Regions from separate parts of the Rattus norvegicus genome. Here region 1 is linked to region 2. Evidence: chromatin contacts called from public Hi-C data. All regions are on one chromosome and are shown on one strand. Each heading gives the region's core, a stretch centred on a gene start, on an enhancer-like site or on the middle of the called end of the contact. The rest is flanking DNA. Distances are from core to core; before and after follow the strand shown.

Region 1 (3,856 bases), core at 381-2,880, 60 kb after region 2:
CAAAATATCACAAGAATGCTCTCTAGGCAGCATACTAAAAACTCTTCTCTGAAACCGCTTGAGCCAGGCTGTCACAGTTCAAATCACCCTCAGCACCAATGTCTTCAATATTCCTACAAGGCTGACCCATTAGTCCCGACTTAAAGCATTCCACCGCTTTCCTAACCCCAAATCCTCAAACCCATATTCCTTTAAACAGAAGCCTGGTCAGGCCTATTATAGCAATACTGAGTTCCTGGTAGCAAAGTTCTGTCTTAGGGTTTCCATTGCTAGGAAGAGACACTGTGACCAAGGAAACTCTTCTAAACAAAAACGTTTAATTGGGGCTGGCTTACGGTTTTAGAGGTTTACTCCATCATCCTTATGGTGGGAAGCATTGTCAGCATGTAGGCAGGCATGAGGTTGCCAGGAGACACTGGACTGTATACTGGACAGAACTTGAGCATAGGAAACATCAAACCAGTCCCCACCGTAACATAATTTCTCCAACAAGGTCACATCTACTCCAAGAAGGCCACACCTCCTAATAGTCCTATTCCTCAGGGGCCAAGCATTCAAACACATGAGTCTTTGGGGGCCATACCTAGTTAAATAACCACAGTCACTCTCTTCCTGTACAATGCTTTTCTTCCTAGCTTTCAGGCTCATGATTTCTACACCCAGCATTCTACTTCCCACATTCTTGTGGGAAGGAAAACAGCAGCTATCCGCATAGCACACCAAAGCTAGTTGACATCACTGCAGCTGTGAGATTAGCGTCACAGTTGAATGTCGTCTGATTAAACTAATTCATTTAACTAATGTAATAAAGCAATCACAAGGAATGCGTGTTGATTTTACATAATTAATTTAAAGTCACTTTAAAGGGATAAATAATTTGAGGGAGGAGAAACAACTTAGTCGGCAATGCGTTAGCCTTGTAATTGTGAGGTCTTCCGTTCTAATACTTGGATTGCAAGTAAAATGTCAAGCGTGGCTGTGCTTGCATAATTCTAGCTCTGGGAGGCAGAGCCCAGCAGATTCCTGGTACTCACTACCCATTCAGCCTGGCCTACCTGCCAAAGGTCCAGAGGCCACTGAGAGACACTGTCTCAAACACGAGGTGGAAGATGTCTGGGCAACGATACTTACCTACATACACGCTATAAAATAAATAAATGATTAAAATAAATTAAAATAGTAGAAATAAAATAATAAATAGCAATAAATAATTAAAAGATAAGTAAAGTATTTCTCTGCTTTATGTAATGGCACATGGATGTTTAACATAAAATGAAACTAACTTTATTTAATAAATTGGAGGGACTGGAGGTTTCTGATAATGATGGCATGCTTTGGCCTTTAGATCCTACATATGGACCATGCTCTTGGCTGGGAGGGATGCGGGAAGGCAGAGTGGCTGCTCAGAATCTGACTGCTGGGTTACATGGCCGGTCCGTGGGCTGCAGAAGCAATTTTGCCTCTGCTTTTTCATGATCCAGTGGCTGAATTTTATAGTCAACGGCAGTGAGAAAAATCAGGCAACAATACTTTCGAAGCAGAGAAATTGAATCACCAGAGAGCATCAGGGCTGGGGGGTGAGGGACAAAGAGAAAAATGGCAGAAATAAAGGCCACATAATCACTGAAAAATAAGGCAACAAAAGAAGCTTTTTAGAAGGCAGAGGTTTAGGAGCAGGAGTTGAGTTGGAGTAAGAAACAGAAGGAGACTGTTGGAAGGAAAAGAGGCGTGGGAGGGAAGCATTCTGGAGAAGCGGCTTCCAAGGCTCCAGGAAATGAATGGGTTATATTTTTCAGAAGAACCCCAAATTGCTCAATTACTCTCTGGAGTTAGTACAAGATTAAATTAGAGACGTAAAGAGAAGGGAACACAGGAAAACAGCAAATGATTCCTCCATAGTGGAGGTAAACATCCGCTTTCTTAAAAAAGAAAACTGAAAAGGAGAAGTGGAAAAAACGAATACATAAAAGGAAGAGGTTTTGCTTCAAAATATTCAGCAAATGAAATAATAAAATTGAATAAGGCCATAAAACCTTAATATTTATGAAGATAGTTGATTGAATCCGTGAGAAACTACTAACAGACAGCAATTTAATGCTGAAGAAATTAGAATCATTTATTTGTTATTATACTGTTATATTCATTGGGCTTTATAGAGCTGGAATAAAGGACACACTATGACTTTTGTTCTAATTAATTGAAATAACGATAGTAGATACTTTTTAATGAAGAACTAGGTTGATGAAGTAAAAGGAGAAGCCTATATTCTCTATATTACTGAACATCAGGAATATCTGCTCATATCAGAAAAAAGTGTTAGTGTTAAAGTAGTTTATTCACAAGATCACGTTGAATAATCTTAATTCGAAAGCCTACTTCTAAGCTGAAGAACACCATCCCCTGAATAGTGGTTCAGAGGACAGACCCCGTTACCAGGCTAATTGTCAAATTCTCTCATGTGATTCAATGATCTTAGACAAATTAGCTGTTATTCCCTGAGTCTGCTTCCTTGTTCTATGAGGCTGTCAATTATATTGGAATCATAAAATCAGGTGAATCCAACAGAAGGGTAAATCGGGAGGCTGATGGAATAGGAGAGAATATTTATATGGGCAAGAAGTCACCTTCACTCACACCTCCCACCAGGAGTCCACGGCGTACATGTCAAGTCTGTCCTATGTCCTAGGTCTACAGAATTAAGCCAGACCACAGTCTGCCAGGAGATTCTTCAATGAGAGTCAAAGCAGAACAGGAAACCTGGCAGAGAGCTGGATCTTCCTGAGTTGTCCCGATTCTAACTAGAGTGGGACTCAGAGGGACTGTAGCACTGTGCGAGTCATGATGTGTTGTTGTAAAAATAGAATAATAATTATGAGTAATTGTCTTTTACCCCACTAGGTCCGCGCTGCGGTGTCCCAGGCCATATGGCTCGTTGATCTGTTGTTGTAAAAATATAAAAATAAATCGGTAATGTTGGTCTTTTACCCCGCTAGCTCTGCACCGCGGTGCCCCAAGATATCTGCTAGGTATCTTGGCGGAAACACATCCCAGCCGCACACTTTCTTACACTCAAACCCTCACATAAAAGAACACACAACACAACAATCTTTGACCCAATTGGTAAGATATAATTGCCCACTTAAACATACAAAGCCCGGTACCATCCATCCCTTGAGAACATTAATAACAACTTGTAAATATACAGAGCAGAATCTTAACATCACCTGCCATCTTGTCCTGCCACGGCTTCTCTCCCTCTCTCCCTCCTGTCTCTCCTCTCTCCTTTAGTCTCCTCCTCTTCCTTCAAACTTCTCTCCCGCCCATCCTTCCTTCTCCTCCAATGACAGGCCTCCTTCTATCCTGTACCTGCCCCTCACCAGTACTTTACAAATTCAATGGAGAGGTGGTTCTGGTGAAGTCATCTGAGTTCTGAGTCCTAGACTAGGCAGCTGTCCTTGGGGCAGTGGAATTAGCATCAAAATACAGTAGCTTCAGGGCAAACCACAACAATGATGGGGTCAAAGTAGCAGAAGGGTTGCACAGGACCCTGACAATAGAGCAAGGTAAAAGTTAGTGTGGCCATCTGAGGGAGAGAACAATTCAGGAAGGCACCCCTCAAGCCAAAGGATGATGTCACTCACAGTCTTCCGGAAAACACACTCATCAGGAGATGGAATAGACACTGAAAGTCCTAGCCTTGCCCTGGGTTCGGTCCCCAGCTCCGGGGGGGGGGGGGGGGGGGGGGGGGGGGGGGGGGAAGAAAGTCCTAGCCTTTAGGCATTCTTCTTAATTTTTTTCAAAAAAAGATTTATTTATAGTTTTAGGGGTATGTGTCTGCAAGTATGTATGCCCAGCA
Region 2 (3,704 bases), core at 1,031-3,530:
AGGGGAAAAGGTTCAAACCCTAATTACACAGAGAAGAGCCAAAGCTGTTAAGTTTGAGCAACCGTGCTCAAAGCAAAGCACTCCTGGGAAAACATGGGGCCTTCCAGCCCCATACAACATAGGAGGAAGCTCTGCACCCTGGACCGCCACACTTAACTTAAAAGAGCTTTTGGTGGTGGGTGGTGCACAACAGATTCTATGGAAGAGTAGCCCTGAGCTTCAGTGCTGACCAACAGGAGTGGACACTAGTTCCTGATAGTGAAGATGAAATGACCAAGAGCAAGAGCGGGCGTCTGAAAGCAGGAAGGAAGGTTCAAGGTTCCAAAACGTAGAACAGAGAATGAAGAGGTTACTCTCACCAATAAAAAGGGCTATTAACCTAAAACCATAAAGCCGGATGCTGAGAATTACGCTTCAGAAATCTGACAAAGGCAATATTTTCTCTTTAATCTTCCACAGAGGTTCCTGTGAAATCACAGTGCCCCCAATGTTTTACCTGAAATGAAATTTTAACTTTAAAAAAAAAAAAAATCCCAGCTTCTGTCCGAGGAAGCAATACGATTTTATCAGCTTACACCACTCCCAAACACTTTATTGGTGTGGTTTTTTGTGGCTTTCTTGGTTCTTTTCCTTCCAAACAGGCCTGCTGTTACTAGATGTGTGGCTTCTGTGAGGAAAGGGACCTTTGAGGTAACTGTGAGTCGCCAGTTTGGCCCATTCTTGTCCCAGCACTTTGATGAACCTGAACTGACTCTGGGCCTGCAGATGGCCACTGTAGCTTCTTCCACTCAGATTTACCACCTCAGAGACAACCTCTGCACGACCTCTTCTGGCCACAGAAGTCAAGGTATTTACATCCTCCCTTAGCCAAGGCTTATGAGCCAGCATCATCCCAGGGACCTGGGCGAGTGCAGGCCAAACCTTGGCACTCAGAATCATGGATGAGAGAGGAGGGAGGTAACACCTCACTGAAATCTGTTTTCTTGGGTTCCGACCTCTTCCTTATTCAGCCACGAACCAAGAAGAAAAAAAGTTGACCTGAGACACATACATGGTGGAAGTTCGACAGGTCACAGAAGGCGACACAGCTGACTGGCACCTAAAGACAGCACCAATTTCTCCTGCACTCTCGCTGCAGTCCGCGGGGTGCGCAGGTGCTGCCAAGGAACAAACCAACCTAAGGATGGAATCACCTGGGCCAACTCACAAAAGGGGAACCCACCGGATAGAATAGCTAAAAGTGACTGGGAAACGGGGCTAAACCAACCCACACAACTCAGAAAGCCAGACGGGACAGGATCGTAAGTCTTTAACCACATCACAGAGACTGTCCACGCACCGCCAGGCCAGAGTACACACAAACACTCATAAACATGCTCCTGTCTACTCTGCCCCAGTTGGAGTGGCGATATGGGGACGGGTACGAGACCTCAGGACTTGGGACACCTGCCCGGCGCCCCGCGGCGCCTGCGGACTGCCTGGAGTGCAGTAGGGAGCAGGCGCTCCCAGCTGCCGCACGCAGGGATGGACGCTGGTTGGCATCCCACCTGGGGAGTCTCAGGGACCGTGGTGGCCGTGACAGCTTTAGAGATTTCCCCACTTATCATCCTTTCCCCGGGTGCCCAACTTTGCGGGGTCCGGCGCAGTCCTTTCTTACCCAAATACTGCCGCAGGTCGAGTAGAAAACGAGGGGGTCCCCCGCTGAGCTGGTAGAAAAGGGAGCCCAGGCAGAAGACCAGCAGCGTAGCCATGCAGAAACCGTAGTCCCGGAGGGAGAAGCGCAGGAAAGGCAGCAGCGGGATCCGGCGCTTGCAGCTGCCCAGGCACGGAGGGGCGCCCCCCACAGGGGCCCCATGGGGCCAGGGATCCGCGCCGCCGCCGGGATGCTGCTGCTGCTTCTTCTTCATCGCCCGCTCCGCCGCCTCGCACAGCCCGCCCGGGCCAGGAAGAGGTCACCCATCCGCCGCCAGCCGGAGCGCCTGGCCGGCCGTCTGCACATGGAGAGGGACGCACTGTGGGCAGCCGAGTGGGGGCGGGGAGGGGCCGAAGTTGCCGGGCTCAGGGTACTCTGCTCATCTTGGTCCCCACCGCTCGCTGCGGCCCCAAAGGGCCCAAGATGTTCCGGGCCCCGCCGTAGAGGGTAGCGATTGCAACCCACGCCCGGTCGCGCGTCCCACTAGCAGCCCCGTGTCCCGTGGCAGCCCTGCGCCCCAAGTCCCGCCGCGCCCCGGGCTCGCTCCCGGCTCGCCTCCAGCGCCAGCGTGGACCCCCCGGGCTTTGTGTGGGTCGCGGGCGGCGTGTTTGGTCCCGGATCAGGCTCGGCTAGCTCAAGGCAGGGAGGATCAGGAGGCGGACACCACCCTCTCGCTCCACCTCCTTGACAGGGGCTTCCCTTCCCTTCCCTCCTCGCCTCTCCTCCTCTCCTCTTTCTCTCCGGCTCAAGGCGGCCGGCTCTCCTCCCTCCCCACACTCCCCTCCCTCTCCACCCCGGGTCTCGACGCTGGACTCGGTGTCACGTTACGGCTTCTGCTGGGGCGGGCAGGGAGGGAGGAGGGGGCCGAGGATCAGCAACAAGGAAGAAAGTTTCTGGGTGTGTGGTTTGTCGTCTCCCCCACCCCCGCCTCCCCCTCCGTTCTCTACAATCCGGTCTCGGTTCCTGCGCTACCAGCGACCTCTTGGGGCCCCGCTGACTTCGCTCTCATAAACAGTCGCCGAGTTGGAGGATTTGACTACGTTTGTCTTTTCATTTTGAGAACTTGATTCTCTTTCTATATCCCAAGCGACCCATCTACCAAAGGCCGATACAGTGTGCTGGGATATGGGTTCAACACCTAGCCCGGACGATAAAAAGGCAATAGGTAGGTTTTTTAATGAAACACGCCGGTCAGGGCCAGGCGGGTAGCGCCTGCACGCCCCTGGCTGAGAATCAGAGGGCGCTTTTTTCTTGCCCTCCCTGGTCCTACAAGCACTCCACTGGAAACAGGGGTACTAAGCTGACTCCAGGAAGTCCTTATAGCAGATAGAAAAAGTGGATGCTCTGTGCACTCAGGTACCTGTTTCACTATCTCTCTTCCCACCGCTAGGAAGTTTCTAGAACTTAAGCTTCTCAGACACCTATGGAGAACGGAACTGGTGATACTTGACAGTGCTGCTCTATCAGGCACACTTAGTCGTTTTTTGTTTTGTATTTTACTAATCACCAGCTACAGAAGTAATATGGCCAGAGAGTTACATTGTGTTTCCAGTGTCCTAGATTGTTTTTCTGTGACTTTAATAAACACCATTGGCCCAAAATAACATGGAGAAGAAAAGGATTTGTTTGGCTAACCAGTTACAGTCCATTATGGAAGGAAGCCGAGGCAGGAGGAACCTACAAGCAGGAACTGGAGCAGAAACTATGGAGTAATGTGCTTACCCGCGGCTTCCAGGTTCACCTTACTGCTGTCTTTCTTACACATCCCAGGCCCACCTGCTTAGGAATAGTTCAGCCAGCTGTGGGCTGGCCTTCCTACATCAACTAGCAATCACGAAAATGCTCCCCGGGTATGAGCAAAGACCAATCTGTTGGAGACAGTTCCTCAATAAGGTTTTTCTTTTCCAGCTGCGCGTTAAGTCGCCAACAAACATGACATTTAGTGACATAAGAAGGTAGGATGGTGAACAAGACAGATATATTAACCACTGCAAATCTGGCACTGGCCAGA

What was found. A called contact is a pair of places that touch in the nucleus more often than the background predicts.
Region 1: a Hi-C map of Schwann cells shows a contact between it and region 2, with 2.8 times the contacts expected there. The contact joins the enhancer-like site here to the promoter of Ust in region 2. A contact is called at or near these places in 2 of 12 Hi-C or Micro-C datasets (the A7r5 cell line and Schwann cells).

The regions. Positions count from the first base shown.
Region 1 is chr1:4,840,256-4,844,111 of GRCr8, forward strand. No RefSeq gene overlaps it. Among named protein-coding and RNA genes, the nearest start is that of Rnu6-884, 34 kb to the right of the region's middle. Within about 2 kb of position 1,631, at least 4 of the 93 cell types and tissues checked have an H3K27ac peak or open chromatin away from gene starts, as enhancers often do. A contact at or near this core is called in the A7r5 cell line and Schwann cells, where this site is marked.
Region 2 is chr1:4,780,076-4,783,779 of GRCr8, forward strand. It overlaps Ust (uronyl-2-sulfotransferase), which reads right to left and starts at 2,281. Exons shown (of 8, transcript NM_001108458.1): 1 at 1,658-2,281. The coding sequence starts at 1,907.